3 separate regions of the Mus musculus genome follow, and all the other regions are linked to region 1. Evidence: chromatin contacts called from public capture Hi-C and promoter capture Hi-C data. All regions are on one chromosome and are shown on one strand. The core of a region is the stretch at or near the end of the contact, and the rest is flanking DNA. Distances in the headings are between cores, read along the strand shown. Region 1 holds the start of Myadm (myeloid-associated differentiation marker). Region 2 holds the start of Ttyh1 (tweety family member 1). Region 3 overlaps 9430041J12Rik (RIKEN cDNA 9430041J12 gene).

Region 1 (2,570 bases), core at 20-2,519:
CAGCAGAGCAAGGCCGCGCCCGGGACCGCTGCAGAGCGGGGTGAGTGAGTGCAGCCAGGAGGGAGGGAACCAGGTGTCCTGGGTCTCCGCCCTGCCCAGGGGGCCAGCATTGGGACCTTTAGGAGAGACCTAAAGGTCCCTCCAGCATCGCGACCTTCAGCTTCTTTTCCCATCTGGCTCAGTCGAGTTCTTTCAGGCCCTTAAATCCGACTTTTTTTTTTTTTTTTTTTCCCAATCCTGCATCTCTTTCCTGCTTTTGCCCCTCTCCTCCCGGTACTATAGGGCCCGAGGAATCCTTCCCATATGATAGAACCTAGAATCCAGAGCTCCGGGCCCTAGCCCTGTCCTCATAAAGATTCTGAGTCTCTCCCTTTGTCCTGAAGGCAGGAATTCAGGCCAAAAATAGCGTGCCCTTCTAGACTCAGGCAACCAACCAACCAACCACATATGTTTTGAAAACTGAACGCTCAGAAATCTGGTACCCTCCCTCCAAATTTCCAGGAATTTAGCTACTATCCATCATCCTTTCGCGTCTCCTGGCTGTGATCTTCTGAGACTTGGCCCAAGGGTCCTCAGGCCATGATTACAGTGTAATTGGAGATATGGCCCACTCTCTATGCAGACCCCTAAACGAAGGAATCTAGTCTTTGTTTTTTGGGGGTGGGCCCTCACTAGTCAAGGTAGCTTAAGCTCAAGGCCTGGCACCCTAAATTCTGCTTCAGGTAGACAAGACTCCGTTAAACAGAGGTCTAGCTGACCCTCAAACTGCTGGGACCTGGATGTGTAAGATTTCCTTTTTCTGGGTATCGTGGGGGAACTGATAGACAGAGGCGTGGGGCGGAGAGCGGGAGAACTGAATGAGAGGTGAGACTAGGCGTGGGGACCCGGCTTAGTGGGGGGGGGGCGACGACTCTATCTGAAACAAATCATAAACAAGTACGTTTCTATGGCAACAGCATTCTCCGGTCTACCCTGAAGATTTCTTTCTAGAGCTATGACAGGGAGGATAGCCCCCAGGAGACCCCACCCCTCCAGCTGCTGTGTCTTCCTGTTTTGTCTCCACGGCTACGGTGACCTCAGCTCTGCACCCCCTCACTGGTAGGGCGGGAGATCCAGGACGCTAGCCTTCTGGGGGCGTGGTGTGGCATTAGCCCCGCCTTCGGGGCCTACCAGGGATAGCCTGAATGAAGGGAAAGTCCCTTTTCACCGCCCTAGCCAGGCCCAAACCCCGCCCACAACCCCTCCCTCGCGCGCTCCTCAGCTGGCCAACTCCACCCAGTCCTAAGACCCTTTTGGTCTGCAGCTGTCGTCCTTGTTTGTGCTACAGTCGCCACTGCCTGGAGAGGTAAAGCTGCAGGGACCCCCAAAGGGAAGGAGTTGTGGTCCAGGATCCTTGGTTCTAGAAAGAGGAGTGGGCACGGATTCAGGTGTCTGGATCCCTAGAAACACTGCAGTTGGACCAGGACTCAAGCTCTGGATGAAAGGCTGAACATCTGAGCTCATACAGGTCATACATGGGAAAGAAGAGGGACTGGGGAGTGGGCACGTGGGTATGAGGAAGGACGGTGGTACTTGGACCCTTGAGGCTGAGAGCGGTAGGATGGGATCTAGACTCCTAGGTCTGACCAAAAAGGTTTGGGATCTGTATTTAAGATGGGTCTCAGGGAGGAGGGCAGGATTCAGACCTTAATCTGGAGGAAGTTGGGGGTCTGAATTTGTTCTGAGGGAGAAGGTACTGGAGTTTGAATTGGGACGGAAGAAGGGAGGGGCTGGGATCTCGACTCTTGGTTTGAAGACTCGGAAAGATTGAGTATAGATCCCTGAATCCGAGAAGATGGAACTCCTGGATGCTTATACCTGGTGCTTATACCTGGAGGGACTCAGGAGGGGAAAGTCCTTGTTCTGACCCTCCCAGAGGCCTGCACCCGCACTAGAGTATGGGGGGGGGGCTGGGGGGAGGGAGGTAGGAATCTTTGAAGGCTTACGGCTGAGCCCACCACTGGTGTGAGGCGTGGCCTGGAGTCTGTTCAGGGCTGTGCCCAGCATGTGCCCTGTCTGTGGAGTGATGGATGACCTCAGGAGTGTGGCATTGGGGATGGTAGCAGGGGTGCTGGGTGTGGCCCTGAGAGTGGAACTAGACCTAGGAGGAAACTCTAGGGGCGTTTCCTCACCCTGCTTATGTCTTTAGCTGAGCATTCCTGAGCAATGACTTCAAACGATGCTGGAGGCCTCTATCACTAGTTCCGTTACCTCTCCTAAGGTCTTCCTTTCTTTCTATTCCTCCTTTCCTAACTTTTCTCCCTGACAGAAGGATTTATGCTGGACACTAACCCGCCATTTTTGTTTTTGTTTAAAAAATTTTAAAGACAGGCTTTATGTATATAGCCTTTGTAGTCCTGGAACTCGCTATGTAGACCTGGCTGGCCCTGAACTTGTAGAGATCCGTCTGCCTCTTCCTCCTAAATGCTGAGATTACAGGCGATCTGTTGCCCACTTATTATAGTGCGGGGTGCCTGGCTTCCCAAAAAAACCAATCCTGGTGGGAGCTGGGGGTTTCTGCCTTTCTGTCT
Region 2 (2,570 bases), core at 35-2,534, 830 kb after region 1:
CCATCATCACATCACTATCCATCACTATCACCATCACTACCATCACTAGCATCACTATCATCACCACCATCTTCATCACCACTGTCTCTTCAGCTACCATCATCAACACCAAGAAAATCTTATCATCTGCATGCTCACCATCATCATTCTCACCACCACCATCATCATCAGGAACTGTATCACCATCACCACCACCATGACCATCACCATTATCACCACCACCATCACAACTCTGCCATCCCCATGACTACCATCGGTATCACCAGGACCATCAGTCATCACAAACACAATCATCATTACTTCTCTTGCTAGCCCTTTCTACCATTCTCAACTAAAATTCATGGATGGCATGGGGGGGTCAACTCTTACTCCTTCCCATCCAATACCCTCCCCTAGGCAGACAGAAACACTACTGGGCGTTCTAGGGGCAAAAATTAGGCCTCCTACACACCAAAAGGGACAGTTGAGCAGCACCCTGGGAATGTTAGGTCACACAGTAAAGGTCTGAGTGATGATTTCATGGTGGCCAGGGTCCCTCCAGGGATACCTGCCTCCCATCATCTATCTGTGTGACTTTAGCAGCTTCCCATGAGACCCAACACAAATATTTTGGCTAGAAGATCACTTGCAAACTTTACGTGAGTGGCAAGTAGTGGGGGTCATTCTAGAGAATGAAGCAGTTTGGAGAAGGTCTCAAACATGTGGGAAGCCACCATACACAAATGGGATGGGCCCCTATATAGATAGATAATTAGGATCCTATTCAAAGTTGGTGGAGTTCTTATACAAACAGTTCTCACGGCATGTGTAGGTCTTTCTGGAAGGGTCTGCTCACACAGGAAGATTTCTGTCTAGAAACTGTGTCCATATACAGGTAATGACAAAATGTGTCGTGGAGAAGGAGACTCTTACCTAAGCAGAAGCTGTCTTTACAAACGGAAAAGTGAGGGATTTTTTATTGGCGCGCCTGGCTAACTGCTGCTCAAATACTAATGACCTTTACACCAAGGTGAAGGTTTTACATAAGGATAAAGAGCTTGTGTGCTTGAAAGAGAAATCCCAGTATCCTGGCTCTTATACAGACAGGGACAAGGCGGGCGAATCCATTTTGTTCTCAGCAAGCACAGCCCCTGCATACCACTGACATGAGCAAAGACCCTTCACCTGCACAGGCAGCAGGTGGGAGCCCAGGAGAGGGCGGAGCAACGGGGACCACTGCTCACGCCGCATTGCCTCCGGTGACCGCCAGAGGCAGCACTGAGGCGCTGCCTCGCCTCCCCCCTCCCCAATCTCCACCCCCGGCCCTCCGGGCTCCTGCTCCCGGGAGCCCCGCAAACCCCGCTCCGCCCGCGCCCCGCACAGCACCGAGGCTCCCGGCCCGGTCCGCCCCGCTGCCCCTCCCCGGGGCCATGGGGGCACCCCCGGGCTACCGACCCTCTGCCTGGGTGCATCTCCTCCACCAGCTGCCCCGCGCCGACTTCCAGCTCCGCCCGGTGCCCAGCGGCTTTGCTCCCCGCGACCAAGAGTACCAGCAGGTGGGATGGCAAACCTGGGCCAGGTCCCCTGGGAACAGGAGGCTGGGTCAGAGTTCCGGCGTCTTAGGGGCTGGGGACCCGGCCTGCATTTGTGAGTACAAGTCCAAGATCAGAGGTATAGCGCTCATACCTTGAGGTTCCCCTAGGACGTGCGCTGGGGGTGCAGACCCCTCTCTTCCCAGATAAGGAGAGCTGGGATCCTAGACTTCCAAGAATCCTGAATGGGAGGAGATGGGGGCCCAGCATTTGGGTTTCTGAGACCTGCCTGGAAAGCCAGTCTTTAGGGTCATCTAAGGAAAGGTCCGCTCTTGAGGTCCCAGGCGAGAAGGACCCCGCCCCCACAGAATCCCGACTAGTAAATATGTCCCAGATTAAATTAAAAAAAAATTTTTTTTTGGCGGGGGGGTGGGGGTAGAGAAAGGACTGAGAGAGGGAAGGCAGGGGAGGCAGCCGAGGTCTGGGAAGGATTGATATCCTCAAATAGGGAACAGAGATCAGGACTGGGGAAACCAGCTGAGGTAAGATGAGGATTCAAGGTGCCTTCAGCCTGTCCCAGGAGGGAAGGGGTTGTTAGGGTGCCAGAGAGGGTTGGGATAGAAATGTGGTTAGGTTCCAGGCTAAGGAAGACAACAGGCCTGGGTCCCAGGAGGGTGAGGCTGGTGGTGGACCCTCACAGACTCTGGGGTCCCTAGGGAAAGAGGCCCAGCTGCGGTTCGTGGGGGGGGGGGGGCGGAGGTGCTGTCCCCTGACCCAGTTTAATTCAAGTCCTTGACTTTGAGATTAATGAGGAGAAAAGCTTGGCTGAGCTGGGGGCCTGGTGGGGGGCTGGGAGTTGGCCTTGCCCTCCCCTCAAGTCTGAACCTCTGTGGCAGCCCTCTGGGAAAGGGGCACAGGGTTGGGAGAGCTTCGAGGGAGGGGGATGTTCCCAGAAAAGCAGCGAGGGGGATCGTGTGCTGGTGTGCTTGCTATTTGGGTCATGGCTGGCACAGCCTGAGCGGCTCCTCCCTGCCTACTCCACCCGCCCCCTCTCCCCTC
Region 3 (2,570 bases), core at 34-2,533, 790 kb after region 1:
ATTTGAGAGTTCCTGGGTAAGAAAGTATAGAGTGCATAAAATTAAATATTAGTAAAAACTAAGTCAAAACATTGGGACTCTTAGGAGAGTCATTATGTGCAATGTACAGAAGCAGAAGGCTAGCAGAACTACTGAGTTAAGGGTTAATTTGATTCTTGCTGGCCACTGCTTGGCAGCTGTGCCCACATCATTTATCCTCAGAGTTTGACAGGAAAGTGCAAGTGTCTGACCTTGGAGCTCTGAGCTCTGAAGTATAATAAGTCCAAAGTTAAAGTTTAAATAATGATAAGTTTGCAATTATTATTATTTTGACCATAGGCCTGGGAATCAGGGAAGCTTGAAACCTTGTGGGACAACTGTAATTGTTGATTCTTTGTGGGATGTGGTTATTCTTTTAAATTTGATTTAGCAATGACTATACAATGTCCTTTTTCTTTTTTTAACCTGCTTTTGGAGTATTAATAAAAGACTGGGCCAAGAAAAAGGTGGAAGAGCAAGTGGAGAGCGAGTGAGGTGAGATTGCGGTGTGCATGAGGTGAGTAGAGAGAATGTGAGAGAGAATGTGAAGACTGAGTGAAGAGAGAATGTGTATGGCCAGTGTGTGTGAGTGAAAGGAGAGTGCGTGTGGTGTGTGTGAGGTGAATGTGAAGAGTGTATGTGTGAGTGAAAGGGGATGCACAGGGGTGTGTACAAGTGTGGAAGTTGAAGAAAAGCAAAGCGCACAAGAGAATGCAGTGTGGTGCAGCCTCAAGCTGCGAGAGAGAGAGAGAGAGAGAGAGAGAGAGAGAGAGAGAGAGAGAGAGAGAGAGAGACTTGAAAAAGTGCCTGTCAGTGAAAAGTAGTCTGTGTCTGTTTATTATGTGCCTTCCAGATATCCCTGATTCCAGTAGAGAACTCTGATCCTGTGTAGAGGCTGGACCCCGACAGGAAAAAGAGCAAATAAGACACAACATTATACACTGGAGTCTCTCAAAAACAGAAAGAAAGAGCAAGAGTTTGCAATTTTAAAATAAGCCAGAAACTGGGCAGTGGTGATGAATACCTTTAACCTAGCACTCAGGAGGCAAAGGCAAGCAGACCTCTGTGAGCTGGAGACCAGCCAGGGCTATAGAACAAGTTCGAGAACAGCTGGGGTTATGCAGAGAAACCCTGTCTCTAAGTAAATAAATGAAAATAGAACAAGGAAGGAAGTTGAGAAAGGCGATTGTACTTTGGGTAAGTATACAACTGTCTGGGGTTTGCCCATTCTGAAAGTGAAAGTAGCTGGTGTGGGACAAAGACAGATGGCAAAGAACAGGAACTAGGACTTCAGCAAAGCCACAGAATGGGATAGGTGGAGACCTCAGAGATGAACAGTGAAGTTACTGGAAATATGGAGATGCAGCAGGAGATGAGGTCCTCAGCTAGGTGGACTCAGAGAGGTAGAAATGACTCACTGAAACAGAGGTGACAAGGACTTTGGTTTTAGTGGAAGGAAAACAAAAGACACCGCTCAAACTAAAGCATAAAAATAAAGTAAAAAAACAGGTGGGGCTCACTTGTTCTTTCAGCACTTAGGAGGCAGGCAGAGGTAGGAGAATGGACAGTTGAGCAGCCTGGGTTACATAGTAACAATCTTATTTACAAACAAACAAACAAACAAACAAACCTGGGGACTGGAGAGATGGCTCTGTGGTTAATTATTAAGAGCAGTTGCTATCCTTCCAGAGAACTCAGATTCAATTCCCAACATCCACATATCTCAGTTATCCACAGGTGACCCAGTGTCCTCTCCTACCCTCTGTGGGCACTAGACATGCATATAGAACAAGACTTACACGTAGGCAAAATACCCATGCACAAAATTTTTTAATAGAGCTCAAGAGATGGCCCAGCAGTTACTATCACGTACAGGGCACCTGGGGTTTGGTTCTCAGCACGCATATCAGGTGACATAGAACCTCCTATAACTACAATTCCAGGGAATCTGAACTCCATGAACACCTGAACATGCACACACTCATGCACACATACACAGAAAAATCTATTTTAATTTGCAAAGACTGTATCAGATATGCAGATATGGTGGTGTCTTACATGTATACAGACAGTGAGGGTTGGAGGGAGGGAAGAAGGGAGAGAGAGAGGGAGAGAGAGGGGGGGAGGGAGAGAGAGAGGGGGAGGGAGAGAGAGAGGGGGAGGGAGAGAGAGAGAGACAATATATGGAAATGAGACAGGTGTTATCCTAAGCTCCTCTCCCTATGGTGATTCCTGTGTTAAATAATAAGAATTCCAATCTTCTAGTTTTTTAGTCTAAAATAAAATACAGCATTATTCTCCACACTTCCTTTTCCTCATACCTCAGCAAATTATGTGTGTCTGTTCCTCACAACTCTCCAAGGCCAGCACACATCTCACAACCTCCACCCTCAGCTATCATTTGTAGAGTTACATGGACTCCCCTTGGCTTCTCCTAAGATGCTACCTCTAACCTGCCCTGGATAAGATGGTGAAAGTAATCTGTTAAAAGCCTGTCAAATCAGGGAGATGAGGGGCATTCTGGCAAGAGTGACAGATGACATAATAGCACG

What was found. Promoter capture Hi-C pulls out the DNA fragments that hold promoters and counts their contacts. Capture Hi-C pulls out chosen DNA fragments and counts their contacts.
Region 2: a capture Hi-C map of macrophages shows a contact between it and region 1, with 5 times the contacts expected there. The contact joins the promoter of Ttyh1 here to the promoter of Myadm in region 1. A contact is called at or near these places in 2 of 39 promoter capture datasets (cranial neural crest and hippocampal neurons), 3 of 484 Hi-C or Micro-C datasets (cerebral cortex, cortical neurons and neural progenitor cells), 2 of 115 datasets of contacts at active chromatin or transcription factors (embryonic hindbrain and neural tube) and 2 of 9 other capture datasets (liver and macrophages).
Region 3: a promoter capture Hi-C map of neutrophils shows a contact between it and region 1, with 4 times the contacts expected there. The contact joins the enhancer-like site here to the promoter of Myadm in region 1. A contact is called at or near these places in 4 of 39 promoter capture datasets (the C10 cell line, the HPC-7 cell line, neutrophils and 1 more) and 1 of 115 datasets of contacts at active chromatin or transcription factors (large pre-B cells).

Annotation. Positions count from the first base shown.
Region 1 is chr7:3,289,286-3,291,855 of GRCm38.p6, forward strand. Myadm (myeloid-associated differentiation marker) reads left to right here and starts at 1,270. Exons shown (of 3, transcript NM_016969.2): 1 at 1,270-1,345.
Region 2 is chr7:4,118,246-4,120,815 of GRCm38.p6, forward strand. It overlaps Ttyh1 (tweety family member 1), which reads left to right and starts at 1,285. Exons shown (of 14, transcript NM_021324.6): 1 at 1,285-1,535. The coding sequence starts at 1,410. 9430041J12Rik (RIKEN cDNA 9430041J12 gene) reads right to left here and starts at 2,483. Exons shown (of 9, transcript NR_033568.1): 1 at 1,666-2,483; 2 at 1,435-1,563.
Region 3 is chr7:4,081,743-4,084,312 of GRCm38.p6, forward strand. All of the region lies in intron 6 of 9430041J12Rik (RIKEN cDNA 9430041J12 gene), which reads right to left. Among named protein-coding and RNA genes, the nearest start is that of Gm23741, 19 kb to the right of the region's middle. Within about 2 kb of position 1,284, at least 156 of the 459 cell types and tissues checked have an H3K27ac peak or open chromatin away from gene starts, as enhancers often do. A contact at or near this core is called in the HPC-7 cell line, neutrophils and pre-B cells, where this site is marked.